3 separate regions of the Mus musculus genome follow, and regions 2 and 3 are each linked to region 1. A link is a contact called in public promoter capture Hi-C data. All regions are on one chromosome and are shown on one strand. Each heading gives the region's core, a stretch centred on a gene start, on an enhancer-like site or on the middle of the called end of the contact. The rest is flanking DNA. Distances are from core to core; before and after follow the strand shown. Region 1 holds the start of Kcnh6 (potassium voltage-gated channel, subfamily H (eag-related), member 6). Region 2 overlaps Tlk2 (tousled-like kinase 2 (Arabidopsis)). Region 3 overlaps Marchf10 (membrane associated ring-CH-type finger 10).

The links. Promoter capture Hi-C pulls out the DNA fragments that hold promoters and counts their contacts.
Region 2: a contact with region 1 is called in a promoter capture Hi-C map of the C10 cell line, with 3 times the contacts expected there. The contact joins the enhancer-like site here to the promoter of Kcnh6 in region 1. A contact is called at or near these places in 7 of 39 promoter capture datasets (the C10 cell line, cranial neural crest, embryonic stem cells and 4 more) and 1 of 9 other capture datasets (embryonic stem cells).
Region 3: a contact with region 1 is called in a promoter capture Hi-C map of trophoblast stem cells, with 4 times the contacts expected there. The contact joins the enhancer-like site here to the promoter of Kcnh6 in region 1. A contact is called at or near these places in 6 of 39 promoter capture datasets (the 3T3-L1 cell line, embryonic stem cells, hippocampal neurons and 2 more) and 1 of 9 other capture datasets (macrophages).

What each region holds. Positions count from the first base shown.
Region 1 is chr11:106,006,307-106,009,853 of GRCm38.p6, forward strand. Kcnh6 (potassium voltage-gated channel, subfamily H (eag-related), member 6) reads left to right here and starts at 1,842. Exons shown (of 13, transcript NM_001037712.2): 1 at 1,842-1,972; 2 at 2,677-2,907. The coding sequence starts at 1,897. It overlaps Ace3 (angiotensin I converting enzyme (peptidyl-dipeptidase A) 3), which reads left to right. Exons shown (of 15, transcript NM_001101453.3): 15 at 644-1,244. All of the region lies in intron 2 of Gm35971 (a long non-coding RNA gene), which reads right to left.
Region 2 is chr11:105,216,095-105,219,641 of GRCm38.p6, forward strand. All of the region lies in intron 6 of Tlk2 (tousled-like kinase 2 (Arabidopsis)), which reads left to right. Among named protein-coding and RNA genes, the nearest start is that of Tlk2, 36 kb to the left of the region's middle. Within about 2 kb of position 1,582, at least 10 of the 459 cell types and tissues checked have an H3K27ac peak or open chromatin away from gene starts, as enhancers often do.
Region 3 is chr11:105,400,744-105,404,290 of GRCm38.p6, forward strand. All of the region lies in intron 5 of Marchf10 (membrane associated ring-CH-type finger 10), which reads right to left. Among named protein-coding and RNA genes, the nearest start is that of Gm39417, 47 kb to the right of the region's middle. Within about 2 kb of position 1,713, at least 14 of the 459 cell types and tissues checked have an H3K27ac peak or open chromatin away from gene starts, as enhancers often do. A contact at or near this core is called in trophoblast stem cells, where this site is marked.

The sequences.
Region 1 (3,547 bases), core at 592-3,091:
TCTGATGTTCTAAGGATAATCTTGGGAAAGGGGGGAGGGGCCTCTGCCTCTACTCTTTTAGCCCTTTCTGCCTTGCCTTCTGACCATAGGAATACCATACTCAATATTTACAGCTAAGTGGAAGCTGAAGCTCCAGGATTCCCGGGAAGCCTGGGAGTCAGTACCTGACAGGAAATAGGGAAGGCTTGAAGGGAAATAAGTTATAACCGGAAGTCACAGGGAAGAGGCACCAGGTAGCTCAAACATGAGACCAGCTTTTCTTAGAGATCTGAATACTAAAGTCACAGGCTGAGGAGACAGGCTAACAGAAAGGGATTCCGTGACCCCTCTCTCTGCCCGGGTCTCTAGATCTCTTCCCCATGTTCTTCCTAGTTCTAAACAGTTTCTACTCCAGGATCAGATTCTACAGCACTATTGTTTGATACCTCTGAATTATCCCGTGGTGTATTTATTGCTATAATGCCGTTGTTTGTCCTCATTACTAGATGTTAGGTCCATAAGGCTCAACATGCGTCGGGATTACTCTTTGTAATGTGGAGACCAGAAAAATGCTTGAATGAATAAGCAAATGAATGAATGTCTTACTGCGTAAGCCCATGCTACTGACTGGATAGGAAATACTGTCCCCACTTCTCTTCCACAGCCAGCCTGCTCCCCACATTCAGGGACAGCCAAGACATCTCTGCCCCCCCAGGAAACCACACTTGGCAGCCCTCTCATCTCTCAACCACTGTGGCCAAGGTCCCCCACCAGGTATTGTGGCAAGGACACATCCCGCCCAGGACTCTAAGCCTCTCACCTGGACTTCAGTGGAAACCTCACTGAGCCTCCTTGGCCACCCCCTCCACCCCCCCATCCACTTTGTAAAGTTTATATTTCTGCCAGAATATTTGCTTCAAAGGCCTTCAAATTTCCTTCCGAACCTCAGACTTCTTAAAAACGTAGCTGTCCATCAATTAAATCTGGATGTTCAAACTAGCACTGGATGCTGCTTGTCATTTTTTTCTCCTGCATTTTCACCTCCTCCATTGGCCAGTTCAGCCCCTCTGCATTGACACCACCCTTGGGCCTTTTCCGAAGGTGCATGTTTCATTTTGAATGCTTGCTACTAAAATGTGGCTCAAAATTGGTCTTGGGACCCTCTGCAAAGTTCCAAGTCCACCAAGGTGCTTAATGAACTGTGGCCCTTCTTTTCTCCTCTCAGAAAACCCCCCTTTTTTTCAATAAACTTCACCCCACCCCAATTTGCTTTTTCTAAGTGTGTTCATTTTTAATCAGTACACAGACACTTTTACCAGTGGTCACTTGCTAATAGGTGGCGGCCATTTGTGGGCAAGGGGCCTAAGTGCCCCATTGCCACAGTCAGTCCCAGCGGTAAATCCCTGAAGACAGCCTTCAACAAAAAACTATCTGAAGCCCCTAACAACTTCTGCCCTCCTCTGCCTGGAAAACTACTTCAGTATCAAAAGGGGTCCAAAGAGATGCTGAGGTCTCTGTCTATTTGGACATGAGCAGAAGTTCTTCAGAGTATCCCAGGTTCAGGACCCCTGCCCCTCTCTCTAGGATTCAGAGCCCCTTATGGATCAGAATTTGCTCTTGTCCTGACCCCCAACCCCAACCCCAACCCCGTCTGCCTGTCACGTCCCTTGGCTTATTTCAGCACCACGACGCGGACAGCTCCCGGGCGCAAGCCTCGTGGAAGGAGGAGGAGCGCTGAGCCGTGGGAGCGGGAGGACTAGAGAGGGCGGGGAGGGCAGACGCTGGAGGACGGGCGGGGCCCGATAGCCCTCCCCGGGGGCGGCGCCCACCCCAGCCCGACGCTGCTGAGCCCCAGGACTGACGGAGACGCCAGAAGCCAGGGCACCGGTCACTCCCAGCAAGTGGTGTTACAGAAAGATGCCAGTCCGCAGGGGCCACGTTGCTCCCCAAAACACTTACTTGGACACCATCATCCGCAAGTTTGAGGGCCAGAGTAAGTGTGAGGTTTGGGGGTGTGGGGGACTCTCTGCAGTACGGGTTGGATGGCAGGAGCAGCCAAACTCTTCACTAACTTCTGATGGGGTAAAAGAAATGGCAGGGCTGGGGGCTGGGGGGGGGGGTAGATTCTGAATACAAAATCTTTCGTTTTGATGTCCCCAACACCTCCTCCATATGTGCTGTGTCTTGGGCATAATGCCACTCTTCTACCTGCTCACAGCAGTTTTCTTGGTGTTACAAACCCTGGCCTGCCCTCTCAGTCACTGCCCACTTACCCCTCCAGACCATTCATGCCTCTCCTAGAGGTTTGCCTGACTTCCTTCTTTTCACCCACAGAGCAGGTCTGACTCCCTGGTCACAGTCCTGCTTTCTGGTCTGGATCCCAACTATTATTCCAGGAGTTCTGGGGTCTTCCTCCCACTCTACTGACCCTAGCCCCCAAGCTTGGTTCCCACACCCCTACTTTTCTGCTCCCTGCCTCCTTCATGCCCCTCTGTGCTCCCAGAAGGAATGACCTTTCCCCAGGACTCTTGGTTCTTCCACCCTCCCTTGCTCTGTCCTCCACCTCCCTCATTCTGGCCCCTGCCTGCTCCTGTGTATAAATCCCCTCCTTGGCTGCCACCGGTCCCTGTAATCTTTCTCTCCCAACTACCCACTCCTGGCTGCCACGGTCTTCCTACCTTTTTCTTCCCACCCCAGGTCGTAAGTTCCTGATTGCCAATGCACAGATGGAGAACTGTGCCATCATCTACTGCAATGATGGCTTCTGCGAACTCTTCGGCTACTCCCGTGTGGAGGTGATGCAGCGACCCTGTACCTGTGACTTCCTCACTGGCCCGAACACTCCGAGCAGTGCTGTGTCCCGCCTGGCGCAGGCCCTGCTTGGGGCTGAAGAGTGCAAGGTGGACATCCTCTACTATCGCAAGGATGGTGAGACTCAGTTGGGCCAAGGGTCCTGTAGGCTACCTTTCTTGTCTATCATGGAGTGCCCTGGGGGAAGGGTCTGACCTAAGAGCCAAAGAGCCTGGACCACTTCTATCCCCACTCTGGGCCTTGGTTTCCTTAGTATTAGAGAGAAGCAATGAGAATTGCATGTTATGTCTTCTAAGGGACTTGAGATTGGGCTGAGCCAGCTATTGGTACTGGTATAGAACAGCCTCTTGCTCCACTTTCCCTCCCCCACCTCCCAGCTACCTACTCTGTCACTGCCAGCCCCAGCTGTCAAGGATGGAAATTAACCTTCCCTCATCTGCTCTGGGGATTAAGGGAGGAGTCAGCCCCCCAAGGTCTCTCTGGCTAGGCAGTGCATGGGGGCTGCTGGCTGAAAGGAAGAGTGAATCTGGCTCACTTAGGTCCAGTGGTTTGGGAAGGTAGCCTTGGGTTTGCTGTCACCAGGTGGCTTACCTAGATGGACTTTGTGTTTTTAAGTTCTGCCCGAGCCCTTGGAAAGCACAACAGAAACATAAGCTAAGGGCTGGGGGCCAAAAGCTCAGCATCCTTCAAGTCTCCCTCAGTGGATGAGGGTGTGGAACTATAGTCAGAAACCGAGTCTCTTGGAAATCACCAGCAT
Region 2 (3,547 bases), core at 332-2,831, 790 kb before region 1:
CTCATTACGGATGGTTGTGAGTCACCATGTGGTTGCTGGGATTTGAACTCCGGACCTTTGGAAGAGCAGTCGGGTGCTCTTACCTGCTGAGCCATCTCACCAGCCCGGCCCATATTTGTTTGGTTGGTTTATTTTTGGTGTTTGTTTCAGCTGTCAAAGAATTGGTTTGGATTCTCCTAACACTTTCTAAGCCCAATTCCCTACATGGCCGAGGCAACTTCCTTGAAACCATGAGGCTAGAAGAAAGTTTTCTCTTGGTTTACTGTTTCCCTAAGAATTGCTGCATTGGAGGCCCACCTTGCAGTGGAAAGTGTTTCCCGTTGAGCTCTCTACTTGGTTGGGCTTTGGGCCAGAGATTACTTGACATCTTGGTGCCATATATGACTTTGATGTTTTATTTATCATGTGCTCTTAGGTTTTGTCCTAGCAGATCCTATATATTTTATCACATCCCTGATGTTTGTATATTCTTTAAAGATATTTATCCTGCCCCTTTAAAAATTGCTGTTTTGATAAAAAGTCTTGACTATGCTGGCTTGGAACTTGTTGTGGATTAAGGCATGCACCCAGCCGTGTTTGTTTATCCGTGGTGTCTAGGAATTGAAGGGTTTAGCTATATCCCTGGCCTGTGTCGTGTCTTTAAATTTGCTTTCCAGGGAAAGATTTATTCAAATATCCTAACCTGCCTTTGTTTAGTTAAAGACTTTAGACCTTAGTGGATATTTATTGAATGTAGGGCAGAAAAGTTGACTTAGTGAGCACATTGTAATGAATGGTTACCACAGTGTTATAGTGCACAAACTCAGACTCTTATGTTTGGTAAGAGTGTTGATACTGAGGACTAGTTACTTACAGATTGGAAAACTAAATTCATTTGTCAGTAGAATTTGATATATTTATCTTACTTTTACTTTCTCAAATGAATAGTTAAGTAGCCAGACATTATAGTACACAGCTGTAATCCCAGCATTTGTGAAGTTGAAGATAGAGGGTCATGTGTTTGAGGTTAGTCTGTGCTAAATACCCAGACCAAGGGCTAGAGAGAGAGTGCACAGTTATGAGCACTTGTTTCTGGCACCCACAATGGCTCATAACCATCTATAACCTGTAACTCCAGGGTATCCAACAGGCATACATATACTGCACATATATGCATACAGGCAAAATAGTCATACAAATAAAATCTAATGATTTTTAAGTAAGATAAAATTAGATGTGGGTTAAAATACATACTATGACTTTGACGTTTTTCCTGATAAACAGATTATAAAGTCTCTACAAAACAGCCATTTCTACAAAGGCCCACCTTGGCTACAGAGCAAGTTGAGAACCAGTATATGCCATTCAGTGAGACTGTCTCAGAGAAAACATAAAAATGATCTGGGAAAAGCCAGGTGTGGTAGTGCATGCCTTTTAAACACCAGTATTTGGGCGACAGAGGCAGGCAGATTCAGACAGATCTGAGTTAGAGGTAGCCTGGTTACACAGTGAGTTCCATGACAGCCAGAGCTATATAGTGAGACATATCTCCTCCCCCAAAGAACTGGGGATGTAGCTAAGCACATTCAGAGCAATCGTCAGCCCTACCCTCACTCCCCAAAGGCGGTTGGCAAGTGTTTCTATTTCTAGATCCTTCAGGATATATACATGTATGTTTGTACTAGTTGGTGCTAGTTTTCCTTATTTCAATCATATTAATTTATTCAGTGTCCTATAAATATTTGTGTTTTATAAGTAGTGTTGTCATTGTAATTAATGTCTCCTTTGTAAATACTTTTATTGTTTGTTTTGCCTGTTGAGACAGGCTTCCTGGAACTCACTCTGTAGACTAGGCTGGCCTTGAGCTCATAGAGATCCTCCTGCCTTTCCCTTCTAGGCACTGGATCAAAGGTGTGACCCATCACCACTCAGATGGCTCAGCCAGTAAAGCTTAGGCTCACGACCAAAAATAACTTCTGTATAATTCCTTAGTCAAAAAGTATATTTACAAAGATCATTCCAAGCTGGGCATTGGCGCTATACTCCTGTAGTCCTAGCACTTGGGAGGCAGAAATGCCTGTAGATCTCTGGGAATTTGAGGCCAACTTGGTCATCAGCTTGTCTTTCAAGTTTTGGGACAGCCAGGACTACAAAGAGAGATTCTGTCATTATATAGTTATATTTAGGTAATATATAGAGGTATATATTATATAAATACTATATGGTGTTACGTACATTTCTGTCAACAGTTTTAGTTTCTTTTGGCATATCCAACTAAAACTGAATTTTGTCATTACAATCTTTCTACCGAGAAAAATACTTTGATTTAACTTTGATTTTTTTTTTTTTCCTCTAGGGATATTAAACATCTTTTCATATGTTGAATGGCCTTTTCAGTTTAGCTAGGAGGACATTTTAAGATTCTTAATTTGGTGTCATGTATGTTGTAATTATGTTTACAAATTCGTGATATGCTTAAATTGATTTTTTTTCATTTAACTTTATAAGTGTCTTTTATTATTTTATACTTTTTAAAGTATAGAATAGAGTTTATTCAGGGCACGGGGAGGGGAGCTAAGAGGGTAGTAGAGGCAGAGAAAGGCAGGGAGAGGGAGAGAGTAGAGAAGTAGAGGCCGACTGTGACCACGTAGAGAGAGGGGGAAGAGAATAGGGAAGGGAGTAGGGAAGGGAAGAGGGCAAGAGAACAAGAGAGACTATGTTATACATCTTTAATGTCACTATGATTCAAAAACACACACATGCATGTTGCATCCCCAGGTATAAAATCTTTGACCACTAAGCTATAGCAGCATTTGCTTATGTTTTCTTGTATAAGTTTTCTTTTTCTTTCTTTCTTTTTTCTTTCTTTCTGAGATAGGGTTTCGCTGTGTAGCTCTGGCTGTCCTTCAACTCACTTTGAACTTATATTAGGCTGGTCTCGAACTCAGGATCTGCCTGCCTCTGCCTCCCAAATGCTGGGATTAAAAGTGAATGCTGCCACCAGCCATCTTCTTGTTATAATTTTTATATGTGATAGAAGATAGGAAGATGCTTGTCTCTCTTTCCTGTATAACTTCAGAAATAAGTGTGTTGATCTTATAAATACATTCTCTTTACTATAAAACATGCTTTGATCACAAATTATATAGCCATATTATATGAATTTGCTTCTAAATTCTTTGCTTTTTTTGCCACTAGAACTTAAACTATATAAATGCGTAAATAAGTACTTTGAGACAAGTTATCACCCATGTAACTCAAAGCTGACTGAATTCAGTGCCCCTTACTTCATCCTCAAGTTTTGGGATTACAGGAATGTCATTTTGAAAGTAGTTCTGTAGCATGTTTTGATATCTAGTAAGGTTTTCCTAATACTTTTTTTTGCGAGGGAGAGGGGTTCAAGTCAGGGTTTCTCTGTTTAGCCTTGACTGTCCTGGAACTCCTTCTGTAGACCAGGCAACTCTGCCTCCTGGGTGCTAGGATTAAAGGTGCGTACCACCACTGCCTAGATCCCTAATATTCTTTGTTAAACATTATGTGATTTTCATGTAATCCCCTAATATAATCT
Region 3 (3,547 bases), core at 463-2,962, 610 kb before region 1:
GTGGATTTAAGGAAGCGTGTATTTTGTTCTGAACAATACACAGCCCATGACTTCTTCCAGGACCAAACATCCATGAACCTGGGAACCATAAAAGGTATCTATCTGCCCTGGGTTCTGTTGATACTGCCAGGGAGTTGTCATTGGTAGTTCATAATATGATCAGGAAAGGGAGAAGAGTAGAAGTCTCATATTCATACAACTGAGAATCAAGTCCACGCACCTGTGAACTGCCCAGCTCCTCATGTCACCTGCTCAACACTGACCCGATGCTTGGCAGGCACAATGCAAAAACAGCAGGAGAGAGGAAAATGGACTCCTGAATCTCTGTCTCTCCCAGGACCACCTTCACTGCTGTCCCGAGTGCCCAAGAGGGGCTGAGACTCCGCTGCTCGATGCCTCTTTGGAACTTATTTGCTCCCTTTGGATCACGGGAAGAATTACAGCTTTGCGGCAAGAGCCGATGTTGCCTGGGTTTAATAGGCAGCTTTCTGTACAGCACAAATAATAGGTCGTGTCTATTTGCCTATTTGAGTGTGCTAGAAGTGTATGTTGTCTCACATACCCAGAGGAGATCTTAATTAAAGCCTAATTATGTGCCATAAATATGTTTTATTTTGGAACTCAGGAGGTGGGAATTTTCGATTTTAGGAAATGCAAAGCCTAATAAGAAGGCTGGGAAGGGAACCATAAATACCCACTGCGCCCTTTAATTTGTCCCTCCTCAGCGTGGTCCTGGCTAGATTTTTCAGTTTCAGAGCTGTGCTTTCAGAACCACTGGCCTGGCGTCATGCTCCTGGGGTAGGGTACCCTTGGCCAAGGGTATCATCAGACCCAGAAGAGTCTGTTGGTTTGTGATGGTGATATTCCAACGAGTGTCCGACACAAGAGTTCAGAAATCAAGAGGCATCTCCAGAGATGATGGGATTTTATTGGTCATTCACTCCTTTTTTTTTTCCACTAGTAGACGCCCATATCAAGGGAAGTGTCAGTGCGCTGTCTCCTCTTCCTGTCCCCCTGCACACCACACCCCATTGGTGTTGCTCTGGCCTGCTCCTGTCCACCTGCCTTCTGCTGTCCCCCACTCTCTGACTCTTTTGTGCTGTGTGCCTCGCTAGGGGTGACTTACCATATGAGGTAAATTTTACTGGGCCTTCTGGGGCCTGGTAGACACAGCACAGGGGTCTCGGCTGGAGTCGGTTGGGAGACAGGGAAGTAGCAGAGAGATGCTGGAGACCCCAGCAAGGGGCTCAGGGGGCTTGAGGGCGGGGTGGAGAAGGTGGGAAAGATGGCGGGAGGGAGGGAAGTGGAAGGGCTCTGGGCCCCCTGGGCAGCTGGTGGAACTAAGGGCAGAAGGAGGCAGCAGTAATTGGTATTGGGCTGCTGGGTTGGGGAGAAAGCAAAGACGGAGCAGTAAGGGGAATATTCAACACAGAACAGGGGCTGCTCGCTGCTGTCACCTGCACGAAAGAAAGAAAGCAGTCAGGAAGCAGCATTCACGGGAAGAGGACATTTCAAAAAGTCTGTGGACGAATAAAAACTCCAAAAAAAGATGGGGGGGGGGGGTTGGTAGGTCTTTTGGGGTGGGCGCGCTGTGTCTGGTGTCATAGGTGTAAGGAGACCTGGCTCCTGCCCAGGAGGCATCTTGCTCAGGTCTGAGTCATACAAGAAGTGAGCCCTTCAACGTGGCGTCACCTTCCAACCATTTCCAGGCAATAGTTTCCTGCAGCCCTGGCAGATGTAGGGAAGTGATTCCCAGACAAGCTCCTGAGAGTGAGCGAGCGTCCTGAGGCAACCGCCTGGAAGCTTCTGCCGGTTCTCAGCTCCCACCGCCAGCCAAATGAGCTGTTCTGGCAGCAACAGATGGTGGCCCGCAGGGTCTCCCTTCCAGCAAGCGCTCTCCCCTAGTTCTCCAGCTGCACCCTCCCACCCCTCCCCTGGCCTTTGGTCATACCCTAACCTGGCTCTTCTGCTGCAGAAAGGAGAGAGAGAGAGAGAGAGAGAGAGAGAGAGAGAGAGAGAGAGAGAGAGAGAGAGAGAGAGAGAGAGATAGAGATCCTGGTGGGTTCGTGGGGACAGAGAAGAACCAAAAGATTGGGGGGGGGGTAGGCAGGTGGACCAGAGAGGAATCCAGGGGAAATTAATGACTGCTCACTAACCTCACTTTCTAACTGCCAGCCTCGATGGAGGCAGTGTGTGCCTGATGGCAGCAGGATTCCGACTGACTGCCTCATGCCTGCTACCAGCCAGCTAGGTCACCTTGAATCAGCGACTTATAGTCTCAGAACCTGTTTGTTCATCTGTAGTATGAGGCAGGTGATGTCTGCTGTCTGTAGCCTTGTTCCCCTCTGAGCTCTGAGCTACACAACTAACTCACCAAGTTCTCCCAGGCTTACATCCTTAAACATTGCAATCCCTCTGTCCTAGTTTCATTTCTGCTGCTATGATAAAATACCCTGAAACAATGTAGTGCGAAAAGGGTTCATTTTAGCCCACACATCCAGGTTACAGTCCATAACCGCAGGGAAGCGACCAGGCAGGAGCTCCAGGCAGACGACCTCGTCATCCATAGTCGAGGGCAGAGAGGAATGAATGGACACATGCTCACTTGGATGCTGACTTATGCTTAGCTCAGCCTCACTCTTACACAGTTCAGGACCCAGTGCCTAGGGAATGGTGCCTCTCATAGGGGGCTGAGTCTTTCCACATCAAGACAGTTCCCCGCAGACACACCTACAGGTCAACCTGACTCAGACAACTCTCACTGAGACCAAGGTGGCAGCCAGTTCATGTCTTCTCTGTTTTCTTGGTGTTTGTTCCAGGTAAAGCAGTTCTCATTCCTCCCTGGACCCACAGACCCTTGGAATGGTCCCTGGTTGCATCTGGCTTCCCTTGGTTGCCTGACCAGTCTCTTCTTCATATTGTAGCTATTATCAGTGTGAAACTTAGCAGCCTGGCTGTATTCCTAAACATGCTGGGTAAATGGATGACCTCACTGACAAACCAATACACTTAAAAGCTTTTTATAACCAAGTCACAATGCCTCTCACATCTAAAGTGAAAGTTTCTTTGGCCACGCACTGTCCTCACAGAGCTACGAGGCCTAGAAACACACACTACACTGGGAGTAGGCTTCATAGGATGGGTGTTACTGGGGACCAATGTTTCCCTGAGGTATAGCCAATACCCAGCAACTTAACCCTACTGTCTCCCTGGTAGAGTAGGCCACACCTCAGCTCCATCACTGAGTTCAGGGAGGTTGCTAACTTAACAGTCATAGGGCGCTCAAGTAGAGCTGGCATTCTGAACCCCGAGGGCAAGTAATCAGCAGCAATGGGCTGAGATTTAGGGCATGCTTTATAATCCAGGAGGATTCGCTTATGTTGGTTTTGTTGTTGTTGTTGTTTGTTTGTTTGGTTGGTTTTTTTTTGTTGTTTATTTTTTTTCTGGCTTGGGCAGACAGCTTGGAAAGTTGTTGGGCATCAGCTGGACTTGCCGAGAAACCCATTAACGTTGGCCTTTCTGAGAAAATCTTCAATAGCATTTACTT